Regions from separate parts of the Pan troglodytes genome. Here all the other regions are linked to region 1. A link is a contact called in public HiChIP or PLAC-seq data. All regions are on one chromosome and are shown on one strand. Each heading gives the region's core, a stretch centred on a gene start, on an enhancer-like site or on the middle of the called end of the contact. The rest is flanking DNA. Distances are from core to core; before and after follow the strand shown. Region 1 holds the start of SH3BGRL3 (SH3 domain binding glutamate rich protein like 3). Region 2 holds the start of LIN28A (lin-28 homolog A). Region 3 holds the start of HMGN2 (high mobility group nucleosomal binding domain 2).

What was found. HiChIP or PLAC-seq counts read pairs in DNA pulled down with a chosen protein or histone mark.
Region 2: an H3K4me3 HiChIP or PLAC-seq map of stem cell-derived excitatory neurons shows a contact between it and region 1, with 3 times the contacts expected there. The contact joins the promoter of LIN28A here to the promoter of SH3BGRL3 in region 1. A contact is called at or near these places in 1 of 7 Hi-C or Micro-C datasets (stem cell-derived neural progenitor cells) and 1 of 1 datasets of contacts at active chromatin or transcription factors (stem cell-derived excitatory neurons).
Region 3: a contact with region 1 is called in an H3K4me3 HiChIP or PLAC-seq map of stem cell-derived excitatory neurons, with 4 times the contacts expected there. The contact joins the promoter of HMGN2 here to the promoter of SH3BGRL3 in region 1. A contact is called at or near these places in 1 of 7 Hi-C or Micro-C datasets (induced pluripotent stem cells) and 1 of 1 datasets of contacts at active chromatin or transcription factors (stem cell-derived excitatory neurons).

Annotation. Positions count from the first base shown.
Region 1 is chr1:204,688,362-204,692,683 of NHGRI_mPanTro3-v2.0_pri, reverse strand. It overlaps SH3BGRL3 (SH3 domain binding glutamate rich protein like 3), which reads left to right and starts at 2,093. Exons shown (of 4, transcript XM_003949330.5): 1 at 2,093-2,191; 2 at 2,194-2,556; 3 at 3,113-3,280; 4 at 3,406-3,870. The coding sequence starts at 2,108. The coding sequence ends at 3,471. It overlaps CEP85 (centrosomal protein 85), which reads left to right. Exons shown (of 15, transcript XM_063784267.1): 15 at 1-1,168.
Region 2 is chr1:204,557,526-204,561,450 of NHGRI_mPanTro3-v2.0_pri, reverse strand. It overlaps LIN28A (lin-28 homolog A), which reads left to right and starts at 1,807. Exons shown (of 4, transcript XM_016956893.4): 1 at 1,807-2,091; 2 at 2,555-2,751. The coding sequence starts at 2,061.
Region 3 is chr1:204,497,181-204,501,510 of NHGRI_mPanTro3-v2.0_pri, reverse strand. HMGN2 (high mobility group nucleosomal binding domain 2) reads left to right here and starts at 2,670. Exons shown (of 6, transcript XM_003949332.6): 1 at 2,670-3,871. The coding sequence starts at 3,857. DHDDS (dehydrodolichyl diphosphate synthase subunit) reads left to right here. Exons shown (of 9, transcript XM_016956908.4): 9 at 124-2,548. The coding sequence ends at 363.

The DNA of each region.
Region 1 (4,322 bases), core at 844-3,343:
TGAGCAAGTACCAGTGACAATGGCCATTTAAGAATTCTCAGGCCCCATGTGCCAGCCTTCTTGGGAACTGAGCTGGCTTTCTGGGTTTTCTCATGCCTGGTCTTATGCTTCTTCCTCAGGGCTCTTGTTCTCCCAGAAGCCTCAGGGTAATGTGTTGGTTAGCACGTAACTACTAGGATTGGGGCCCTAGGGATTATAGCCGGGACTCTAATCTGCCTACCATGCCATTTAACAAGAGATCCCACTCTCCAGCTGCCTTGTGTCCCTAGGGTCCTGGCCATGTGTTTAGTGTGCTAAACTTTCTCCTTTGTTCTCAGGCCTTCCAGGTAGTCCCCTTCCTGGACTTAAGAGTGCAAACTCTTCTCTGTGGTTCTAGCCTTGGGCAGAATTATATCCCAGAGACCACAGAGCAACTGTCAAGCTGCTTACCCCCTCACCCAGGGCTACAGCCTGTGCCCAGCCCTCTAATTTGTGCCTCTCTTGTGTTGGGGGTGGTGGGGGTTATTCCTTTCCCTTTCCTGCTCTGGCCTCCTTGAAAGTTCAGAGTACCCAGTACAAGTCAGCTTTAAAGTACAGCTTTTAGTGTTTCCTGGGTTGTTTCTCTGGGGCTTTAGTGAGGGACCTTTGCCCTCTGGTTTTTCTTGCCTCCTGGGTTGTTTCTCTGGGGCTTTAGTGAGGGACCTTTGCCCTCTGGTTTTTCTTGCCTCCTGGTTTAGGGAGCATCTCACACTTGTTAGTATCTGGTTGTTGGGCCAGCCGTGCCTCCTCTAGATCTGGAGCCAGGCCAGGCAGGGGCCATGTGTGGGCCAGTCAGCCACTACAAGATTTTTGCTAAGCTTTGGGCTGTTGGCAGCATCTTGGACCTCATGCCTGGGCCTGAATGAGGCTCTTTCTTAAGTGTTTTTACAAGTTTGTGTTTTATTTATGGAGTGACTTATCCCTTCCATTCAGAGCAGCCCCACCCAGCCAGCCCTTCAGCCTCTGGGCTCCTGCTGCTTAAAGGCAGAGCCGCCTGGTTGGTCTCCACCCTGTGCATTGGGAGCCCAGCCACCATGCTGACGGGTATTTTTCCTCATAAAGTTTATAACCAGTTATTTATATGAATCTTTGTTATGTCCATTTGTTTGTATTGCGTATTTTGATTATAAAATAAAGTATCTTAACAGACTCCTCAGTTTTCCATACCCTTCCATCACCACCACCACGCTATTCTACCCCTCACTTTGGCTTGTTAGAGCCAAACACCTGGGTGTTCAGCCAGGTCCCCCAGGCAGCAGTGTGGAGGAACCTTTGGCAGGTCCAGCCAGCCTCATGTCCCTATCTCTGCCACCTCTGCTCCTCTGTCGTTCTATAGAACCAGATCTCTTCCCACTCACTTTCTCTTGGGCAAACCTTCCCTGAGTCATAACAGAAGTAAGTTTGTCACTGGAAAGTTTCAGCAGTCCTCTCAGGAAGTTGGCAGCCTCTGGGTTGCTGTGAGGAAGTGGCTTTACCAGAGCAAGGGTTGTCTTTCTGGGCTGTTAACCTGCCTGAGCCCTGGACCAGGGGGACATCTGAGAAGCATGATGTTGAGTGCCAGACAGCTAGGTCTCCAAAGTTGGGCTCGTTGCTGGAGTCTGCCCCCTCAACCGCTGGGAGTAGTAGCAGTTTGGGAATGCCATCTGCAGCATGGAGCTGGGGTTGAGCTTGGACCACCCCAAGACCTGGGGTGGATCTTAAGGGTCAGCTTGAGCCTAGGCTCTCGAGTCCTGACATCATCCTCTACCGCCACGCTTTCCAGCTGTCAGCCTTGGTCTCCATCTGGTTCCTTTGAGGGTGTGGCCTCTGCGTCCTGCTATCATCACCCTTCCTTGTCTAAACCTTCCCACCTGAGTGGAGAGGAACTTGGGGGAAAATCTCTAAGCGTGGGCTCTTCCTGCTGTCCTATGCTTCCTATCCCCTAGGGTTAGTGGTGCGTGTTGGGTGGTGGAGCGAGGGATCCCTTGGAGCAAGGTTCTTAGAGAACTTTGGGTCTGAAAGCAGCTCAAGCCTTCCAAAGCCCCAAGCTTCCCTGTGCTATTAGGGCACCTCCTCCTGGAGAGAGCGGCTCTCGTGGCTGGGGAGTTGGATGCACCAAACCTGTGTGCGGCTGGAGAGGGAGGCTTCTGCCAGACCCTCTCCCGGGCCTGTCCTGCCACCCAGGCCCCTCCCCAGTCTCACACTGAGCTCCATATCAGGGAACGGCCGAAAAGGACGATCAGGACAGCCGCAGAAGGGGCGCCCTGCGTGGGACGGGTCCGTTGCGCGCCTGGTAACCGAGGGGGAAGGGAAGGGGCCTCTGGCGCGCGGGGCGGTGTCGCGCAGGTCCCACCCCGCCTGCCCGCGCCGCCCATTGGTCCCGAGCGCGATGACTTGGCGGGCGGAGCAGGAAGGAAACCGCTCCCGAGCACGGCGGCGGCGTCGTCTCCCGGCAGTGCAGCTGCCGCTACCGCCGCCCTCTGCCCGCCGGCCCGTCTGTCTACCCCCAGCATGAGCGGCCTGCGCGTCTACAGCACGTCGGTCACCGGCTCCCGCGAAGTAAGGGTGCGCCCGGACTGGCGCTGGGGGAAAGCGCAGGGCTGTATCCCGGTGCTTTGGAGCCTAGCGCCCGGGACCCGCCCCCAGGACGGGGGCGGGGTGGGGGGAGTGCGTCGGCGAGGTGCTGGGCACGGTCTCCCGGATCCGGTCCCGAGGCCCCATCCTGAGTGTCTTCATCGGGCATCCTGGGTCCTTTGCAGCCGCAGCATGAACTTCCCGTGCCCATCCCCCATCAACCCCACACCCATTCTCTGCACTCCCACTACCGGGCTGACCCTGACCACGACCGCAGCCTGCCCTCCCCTCCCCACCCTCAGCCTGATCCCACTTCCCTTCACTCTGACCCCCTCCCCCGTGGCTGATAATCCCTCTCTTCATCCTGCACCACCTCAAGCCTGACTCATCCTCCCAACTCCTAGAGGCCAGAACCCTCCCCTAGTGTGGAGGGGAATGGGGGGACAAAAGCTCCTGGTCACAGCCTCTCTCACCCTGCCCAGCGTTTCCCCCATAAATCCTCCAGCCTATCCACTAACCCCTACCCACCCTCTGTCCCCAGATCAAGTCCCAGCAGAGCGAGGTGACCCGAATCCTGGATGGGAAGCGCATCCAATACCAGCTAGTGGACATCTCCCAGGACAACGCCCTGAGGGATGAGATGCGAGCCTTGGCGGGCAACCCCAAGGCCACCCCACCCCAGATTGTCAACGGGGACCAGTACTGTGGGGTATGGGCTGGGGGACGGGGGGGTGGGGGGAGTGTTGGAAGAGGACTCTAGCCAGGGTCATATCTGCCACAAAGCACTTGGGCCCCCTGCATTCAGGTGACCACCCCTCGCCTCCCCTTCTCCAGGACTATGAGCTCTTCGTGGAGGCTGTGGAACAAAACACGCTGCAGGAGTTCCTGAAGCTGGCCTGAGTCAAGCCTGTCCAGAGTTCCCCTGCTGGACTCCATCACCACACTCCCCCCAGCCTTCACCTGGCCATGAAGGACCTTTTGACCAACTCCCTGTCATTCCTAACCTAACCTTAGAGTCCCTCCCCCAATGCAGGCCACTTCTCCTCCCTCCTCTCTAAATGTAGTCCCCTCTCCTCCATCTAAAGGCAACATTCCTTACCCATTAGTCTCAGAAATTGTCTTAAGCAACAGCCCCAAATGCTGGCTGCCCCCAGTCAAGCATTGGGGCCGCCATCCTGCCTGGCACTGGCTGATGGGCACTTCTGTTGGTTCCATCAGCCAGAGCTCTGCCAAAGGCCCCGCAGTCCCTCTCCCAGGAGGACCCTAGAGGCAATTAAATGATATCCTGTTCCATTGGCACTGTGTCTGGTTGGTTGTGGCCTGGGCCTCCTGGGTCCCTGCCCTGGGCAAGGTTGGTAGTTGTGACTGTGCTGAGACTGCTCTGTGGGAAGGGTGGCTGAGCTGTTCTCTTGTGACTGTCACCTCTGTGTTAGTGCATGTGTTTGGATATGTCTGACACACAAATACCTGTATGGACCAGTGGTTTCTGGAGATGTCTGGGTGGGCCACCCTCCAGTTCACATGCATGTGTCCATATCATGCTTGTGCCTTGGTGTGTAGTGCACATCTGCATGCCTGTCAGTGAGTGTGGCCATCCCATGCGCCTGTGTTGGAGCACAGTGGCTAAGAATGAGTGTATCATGGGAGGTGGGTACCCAGCTGCAGTTCTGCTAATTTGGGGGCATGGGTCTAGTGGCAAAATGGCTTTGTGCGGTGTTGAAGTGTCCCCACGAGTTGGTAGGTCTGTGCCT
Region 2 (3,925 bases), core at 558-3,057, 130 kb after region 1:
CAGAGCGTTCAACTCCCCTTTCCCTCCCTTTTCTTCAGCCAGACCTCAGCCACTTGCTCCTGAGTCTTAGGAACAGAGGTACACGGAGCGAATATATTTTAAGTGTGCCACTAACAGCGGGAGATAAGACTTTTGGGAGGGGAGAATTATGTAAATAAAAATGGCTTTGGCTGATGTACTAGGAGAACTCTTGATAATTCTAAATTAGAGTCCTCAGTTGGGAGTCGGGCACTGCTAATAATATTTGTTAACGATATGTATTTTTTAGGCGGAGCAGCAAAGGGCCACTCTTGTCCTTTTTACCCCACGAAGTCCCACCTCCCATTCCTTACGCTCAAGTTTTCATTTCTTGGAGAGCACCCCGTAGGAGAGAAAGGGAAATAACTTCTGCAGTCTCTTGCTTTCCTCCCCATCTTCCCCTTCCCTACCCCCACTCATCCGGTCTCTCTGAAATACACATGTGCCCACATCCGCGCGTGCACACACACACACACACACAAACACACACACAGAGCCACAGCGTGAGAATTCCAAAAGGTTCTGCACACTCGGTGGAGAAGATTGAATTCAGAGCAAGCGGATGCCCCCGAAAGCAGGCTCTGTCCCTTTAAATGGGTTGTAGTGGTGGGGGAGGGGAACTGGCCGGAGCTGGCATTGTCCAGTTTGAACTGAACACCGGAAGTGAAGGGGCAGGGCCAGGGCCGTGCACTGAGACCCGGGCCATTGTCCATCTCCGACCAGGGCAGTAGCCACCCCCACTAGCCAGCCGTCTTTATCTCCTAGAAGGGGAGGTTACCTCTTCAAATGAGGAGGCCCCCCAGTCCTGTTCCTCCACCAACCCCACTATGGAATGGGAGCGCATTTTAGGGTGGTTACTCTGAAACAAGGAGGGCCTAGGAATCTAAGAGTGTGAAGAGTAGAGAGGAAGTACCTCTACCCACCAGCCCACCCAGTCCCTCTCTCAGCAGTGGATGGGGATGGGATGGGGGTAGGACGAGAAGGCAGCTGGTGGAGAAACAGCTTCAAGACTCTTTGGATTCCTCCTGCTCTCCTGGGAGCTTACCTGGGGCTAACTTTAGACACACAGGTTTGGAGGGAGGAAAGAAGGAAGAATTCTTTACAAAGAATCAATTAAGAGCACTTTCTCTTTTCTAACTGGGGGAGGCCCAGAAAAACTCTGAGTCAGAAACTCTGGGAGGCAGACATTCAGATGTAGTCAGAGGCAGACAGACTTTGGAAGGCAGCGCTTTGGTCAGGACAGATCAGCCCTGTGTGTCCCCAGCCTCTCCCCTGCTCCCCCATCCCGGGCTTCCCAGTGTCCAGAACTCCAGGTCTATCTAAGCACACGGGGGTGGGGGGTGAGAGCGGGTCAGCTCCAAGCAGCCGGGTCAGCTCAGAGGCCTGAGGGGGAAGAGAGGGGGAGGGGCGCTCAAGGGCTGGGGGAGGGGGAGGGCCCATTCATTTCTCCCTTGACAGGTGGTTTGTGTTTCTGATTGGCCAGCGCCGCCAGGCTCACACCTCCCTCCCCCAACTCTCTGGAATGTATAATTATCTGCGCGGGGGGTGGGGGTGGTGTATGTGTGTGCAGTCACGTGGTTTTAAAACTACCCCCCCCACCAGGTCCCCCACCTGTATCTGCTTTGGGGATCCCTACTGAGTCCAAAGTGCAGGATCCCAAATTCTGGGGTACTCAAGTCTTCTAGGGCAGACAGACCCATCTCCAGATGTGCGTGTGGGGAGGGGGTGTCAAACCTCAAGGTTCTGAGAAGGGACACCCCAGAGGTGTCAGAGACCGGAGTGGTGGGGGAGGGCCGGAGCTGGAGCCGGAGGGAAAGGGAGGGGAAAGGAGAGGGAGGGGAGGGGAGGGGGCTGCCCGCGGGGGGTTGGGTCATTGTCTTTTAGAATTTGGGAGCCTTTGAAAAGCCGTGGGCCCTCCCACCGCTATTGTGCGGGGGAAGATGTAGCAGCTTCTGCTCCGGACCAACCCTTTGCCTTCGGACTTCTCCGGGGCCAGCAGCCACCCGACCAGGGGCCCGGGGCCACGGGCTCAGCCGACGACCATGGGCTCCGTGTCCAACCAGCAGTTTGCAGGTTCGAGCTCGGGACTTAGCGGGGACACTTTAGGATTCAGGGGCGGCCAGGAGCCACGTAGAAGGGAGGTGGGGAACTGAGTCCTATGCTGCCCAAAGGACCCCAAGACGGTGCGGCCTTCTGCTTCATAGGGCCGTCTCTGGGGCAAGGAACCTTGGTGTCCCAGTGGCGTGCGCGCCAGACTACGTGGGTGGATGGAGGGGAGAGGCTTGTCCCGCCGTGAGTCTCTGGGAAACGCGTTGTGGGAAGAGGAGCAAAACTTTCGGGGCACTGCTGTCCCGGTGTACGCTAGGGGAACGCGGGAGGCGACCGGGATAGGTTTCTTCTCTTCTGTTGCTTGGTAGCTGACCCCTCCTGGCTGTCCACTTGTGGGGCTGGACACTCGGGTCTCCCTGCCTGGGGCCCGAGACGGCCCTCTGATCCCGTGCCCCCCAGCTAAGTGCCCGGCCCTCCCTCTCTCCAGGTGGCTGCGCCAAGGCGGCAGAAGAGGCGCCCGAGGAGGCGCCGGAGGACGCGGCCCGGGCGGCGGACGAGCCTCAGCTGCTGCACGGTGCGGGCATCTGTAAGTGGTTCAACGTGCGCATGGGGTTCGGCTTCCTGTCCATGACCGCCCGCGCCGGGGTCGCGCTCGACCCCCCAGTGGATGTCTTTGTGCACCAGGTGAGACTGATTCCGGTAACTTTGCCCAGGGAAGGGCGTCTAGGCGCCCATATCCACGGGTGGGCTCCGGGCTCGCAGTTGAATTGAGGGCCATCGGGAGCCCTCATTATACGTCCCTGTCTTTGCTTCGGCACCCCAATTCTGAGTCCCTGTTAACTATCTCGTGGGGGAGTAGTGGGAGGCAGCACCAATTATCAGCACCCCCGCCCCCTTCCGGGAACCCCTCCGGCTTACCACGTGTCTATTACCTCTTTCCCCTGGGAAGGGGCAGGGGGCAGGGAGGTGACCCCATGTGGCAGAAACTAAGGTTGTATTGTGCTTGCCGGTGGGGGGAGGGCGAGCAGGCCGGCCAGGGAAGCACATGCCGGGCCTGAGCCGGGAGCCCAGCTCCTCCAACGTCTGAATGGAGCTCAGAAGGCGGGAGAGAGTGAGGGCAACTGGCTACTGGACCCAAGGGGCATAAAGCCGAGAAGTCAGCCTCATCCCCTTTTTAATGCAGACCTCACCTGGCTGGTCACTAAAAACTGGGTTTGGCAGATCCCTGAAGGATCCCTGTGGGGGCTTGAAAGCTCAGGACTGGGGTCTTTGCTGTCCAGTTCCCGTGAGGAAGGAAAACCCAAAGAGCCCAGGCCTTCCTTACATTCCTGGGCCAGGCTGGGAGGGAAGTTGGTAGGTCACAACCCCAAGTTCTCAGTTAAAGCAGGGCAGCACAGTAGGGGGTGAAATTCAGTGTCGCAGGGCAGGGGGTGAAGGGAGGCTGGCCTCTGGTCCTATTCTCCGCTTGGCATTTATGGCCCCAGACAGCCATTGATTGCTGTCTTAACATTCCTGGCCTCAAACAAGGAGCCAGAGACTTCAGGTCTCCCTCCTCCCAGGCTTCCCCTTCCTGAATATCCTAGAGGCATTCCGGTGGTCCTGGGCCACCAGCTACCCATAAAGACCATGGAAAGGAAGTTGCTTGCTGCCTATGGCCCTTCCATCTTTGGAGGTTTGGAGCTGGATCTGGAAAGAAGAAATTGCTAATCCCAGATCGTGTAGGTTGACACCCAGGCCGGGCAGGGAGGGGTTACTTAAGGGAGGTTGGCTTTAGGAGGTGTGGGGGAGGGGAAAGGAGGATGTGGGGATTAAGGGTTGGAGCCTGAAGGGATGGCATTCTTTGGGGGAGGGGTAGGGA
Region 3 (4,330 bases), core at 1,421-3,920, 190 kb after region 1:
GTACCTACTTTCCACTGTTCCACTTCACTTGGCCCACCTTGTGCCCCACCCCCTACCTCCTCCATCCCAGTTTCACCCACTCCTAAAAATGATCTCCCCACCCCAATCCCCACTTTTCTCTAGCAGAAGGCCCGAGACATGTATGCAGAGGAGCGGAAGAGGCAGCAGCTGGAGAGGGACCAGGCTACAGTGACAGAGCAGCTGCTGCGAGAGGGGCTCCAAGCCAGTGGGGACGCCCATCTCCGAAGGACACGCTTGCACAAACTCTCGGCCAGACGGGAAGAGCGAGTCCAAGGCTTCCTGCAGGCCTTGGAACTCAAGCGAGCTGACTGGCTGGCCCGTCTGGGCACTGCATCAGCCTGAGTGAGGCTGGCCACCTGCCACTTTGCCCTGCCCTCTGCCTCCAGGGCTCCACTCCCCTTCCTTTTCTTGGTGAAAGGCACCTCCTTTCCTGATAATGAATTGTGTTCCCTTTGCTTGGCTGGGGAGCCCCCCAGGCCCGGTTTGCTGGCCATAGATACCTTTGGGCTGCCTGGGACAGGCTCCTGAGGAGGATTGAGGGTGAAAGTCTCCCACGAGTACACTAAACCTAGGTCTGGTCACCAATAGGGTTTGGAGAGCAAAGGGCCACAACTCATCAGCTGCCTGTCTCTTAGATGCACTTTCTTTTTCCACCAGCACATCCTTCAACACACAGAATTTCAGGGAAGAGTTCTCCCCAAAACCCTAGCTCTTTACCCTTCCATTTTAGCCTTCCACCCAGCTTCCACAAAAGATTTGGCTCTACCTTGGATCTGCTAGTAAATAACTAATAGGCAGGCAGTTATTTGGGTAAGGAAAAAAGGGGTGGGAGAGACAGAAAATTTGCCCATCTGCTGCTCCGCCCCCTTGGCTCTCCACCTGGGATTTGCTATTGAATCTCTACCCTCTCCCACCACGCAGTACTGATTGCTCACTGAAAGACTCAGCGCCAATGGTGCGCGGAAGCCAGGCGGGCGATTACAATCCAATTACCTATTGTCGACTCAGCCCACACAAGCTTTTCTCCTCCTCTTGCAGGGCATGGGGCCAGGCTCCACTCCCAAGTGAGACTGGCCCCCTCCATGGTTCAGGGTAACAGAAGGGCCTGTAGGCCCTGGTGAATTGAATCCAGCACAGGCCGCCTCCCCTGTAACACAACAAGACTGAGCAGAACCAAACACTTCTTCCAACTGACTCTGCTCCCTGCCCTCACCATCTCAAACTCTGATTCCCACTCCACTCTTCGAGGTTTCTCTCAGCTTTTTGACCTGGCTCCCTAAGTAGGCCCCTAGATGATTTATTCTTGGCATGGCAAAGCTTGTTCTAGGTCCTCTGCTTGTGAGGGTCAAAGCTGTGTCCTTTCCCTTACCTCCCTCTGACAGGACTTGCTGCAGAGCTGCTGAGAGGATTAGTGCCTTTGAAGAGCTGTCTGCCTGAGCAACTCTATTTCAGGTGCCCCACACCGGCAAGTACCAGCCAGCAACACCAACCAAATGCTACTCTCTTTAGTAAAGTCCATTTTCCTTTTTCTTTCTTTTTTTTTTTTTTTTTTTGGAGACAGCATCTCACCCTGTTCTGGCTGGTCTCGAACTCCTGACCTCAGGTGATCCGCCGGCCTCACCCTCCCAAAGTGCTGGGATTACAGGCATGAGCCACCATGCCAGACTTCCTATTTTACTTTCTGCAAGCTGTTTCCCTAGCAGCTCCCTCTAGGGGAGAGGTGAAATCTTGCAAGCTGTAGCAAGAGCACACAGGAAACCCCTAACTTTCCTATACCCCACCCTCCTCTTCCCCTTTCTGTCCCGGGATACCTGGCGGCAAGAGACTTCTTGGCTATTGTCCATGCTCCTAGAATCAAGCATAAATGCCAGACACGGCGATTGAGAAGCCAATCAATGAACCCTTTGGCAAAGCCCCCATCCACACCTGGCACTCCCCTCTACCAATCCCTGGCACAGGGTTCCTGGAGAGCAGGTGCTGTACATTTTACAGCTTTACAATGGGGCTGTTGACAGCCATAATTAGGGAGGCATGAATTATGCGGCTATAATGCAGAGCCCTACAATTAAGGCGGGAATGAGGGGCTGGAGGCAGCAAACGGAATCTGCCCTATGAGCGTGGCTGTTGAGTCCTGTCTCCTGGGTCTGACTTTCCGTAATATGATTGGGGTACAGTAGAGGTGATTAATGGGGCTGGCATCTCTCTTTGGCCTGAGGTTCTGTATTCTGGGAAAGGTACACAGGGTGGAGTAGGGAGAAGCTGCCCCAGGAGGCGATGTAGTGGTGGAAAGAAGAGGCAGAGAGGTCGTCGTCGTCGCCCAGCAGCAAGGGCTGCAAAATAGTAGAACTCGTGGTTGCTTTGGACAGGTATGATTTGTGCAAGCCAGGTTCAACCCTTGCCTCAAGAAATCAGATGGGACCAATTTAGTGTCCTTCCACCTGTGAGCCAAGCCCCCATTTGAGGACATCTATCGTATTCTTGTGTTCTGGGTCTCAAATAGAATTTTTAAAGATTCTTAGATGTAAAACTTGTTTGCTAACTGCAACGGAAGAACACCTTCTTTTGCTGCTGCAATTGCCTACCCTCCCTCAGGTGCACTTGGCTAGCTCCAAGACCCTGGCTTTGGACTAGGGGGCACCGGAAGAGCCCTTTTGCCATCACACCACCTGTTCCTCTACTTGTTTCCTAATCCCCGGGCGCTTTCCTCCACCCTCCTTTCCTCGCGCAAGTGAAAAGCAGCCAGCTTGACAGTGTGGAAGGAGGGATTTCGCCAGCTGCGGCTGCAGTGCCCAGGCTTGGTGGCCGCGTCGGGTTGGGGCAGCTGGGCAAAATGTCTCCGAGAGGGGTAGAGTGTAGGGGGAAGTGAGTGCTGGTAGACCTCGACGGCCGCTCTCCACCATACTGTGGCGGGGTCTGGAGGTTTGGGAATACAGGGACCTTAAGGGAGCCACCCGAGAGGAGTTGGGGGTGGGGGCTTCGATAGCATTTGGGGAGGCGGCTGCGCAACGGGTGCTGAAAGGACAGCTCCTACCTGACCCACGGCACCCAAAAGGCACCTCTGCATGGAAAGTCTCCCCCTGAAACCCCTAGCCCACCTCGAGTGGGACCGTCTTTCAGGTGAGGTGCACGAAAGGCTTTTCCGAAGTGGCAGCTCGGAAGGATGCACGTCCGGCTGCGCCAAGCTGGTTTCCCCGCCTTTTTCCCACTTCGGCGTCAGCCTGGGCCCTGGGAACTGCAGCCTGTGCCTCCAGCCGCGCGCTTCCTCCTGCTTCCAGAGGAGCAGGGCAGTGCAGCCAGGCCTCGCAAACCCCTCTTCTGGGGCCCCCAGCGGGAGCAGGAAGGAAAGCCGCTGAGATGCGCCGTGAGTGTCGCACGGCTTGGAGAAGTGGGTTGCTGGGTTGCATAAGGTGGAAGGAACTTGCTAGTTTGCAAAAGACAGCTCTTGGCGGGAGCCGGAACCCGGAGCCCGCCGACTCGCGCACCCCTCCTCATTTACTGCCTTCGACGCGCGCCTCCCCGACTGCGCCCCCACCCCCTCGGCGCGCCGCCGTCTCCGCGCACTACCCCCCCCCACACACCCCCCTCCTCACTCCCTCCAGAGGAGGTGAGTTTAAACCCCGCCCACGTGACCCCAGCTGGGCCAATGAACGGCGGCGGGAGGTGAAATCCGGTTCTAACCGGTCCGGGGCTCCCAGCGCTATAAAAACTTTATAAACCCCCCGGAGCCCGAGCAGTGTGAAGAAGAGGCGAGAACGACCCCCGGACCGACCAAAGCCCGCGCGCCGCTGCATCCCGCGTCCAGCACCTACGTCCCGCTGCCGTCGCCGCCGCCACCATGCCCAAGAGAAAGGTACGTGGCGCGAGGGCCCCAGGCGCCGGGCCACCACTGCCGCCACCGCCGCCGCCGCCTCCCTGGTGCAGGGAGCGAGAATCGGCGCCGAGCAGGAGCCAGCGCAGCCTCCCCGCGCGGGGGCTGGAGACGGTGTCGGGCAGCTCGGGGCTAACCCTGAGCGGCTCGGCTGCCCGCGGGCGCCAGAGGCCATATTGGAGGAGCGGCGGCCGCGGCGGGAGGAGCCATGTTGGCGGCTGTTTATCCCGCTCTCCTCGGGCTCGCCGCCCCCGCCCCGTGCCCCCTCCCCCATCGCGAGGGCCCCTTCCCTCCCCTCTCTGCGGGCGGGCAATTCAAACCCGAAAGGGCGGGAAGGCGGCGCTCGGGGTTGGCGGGCGGGGGAAAGCGCTGCCGCCAAAAAACCGCCGCCGTGAGGGGGCGGGGCTTGTGCGGTATGGCCCCGCCCCCTCGCCCACGTTC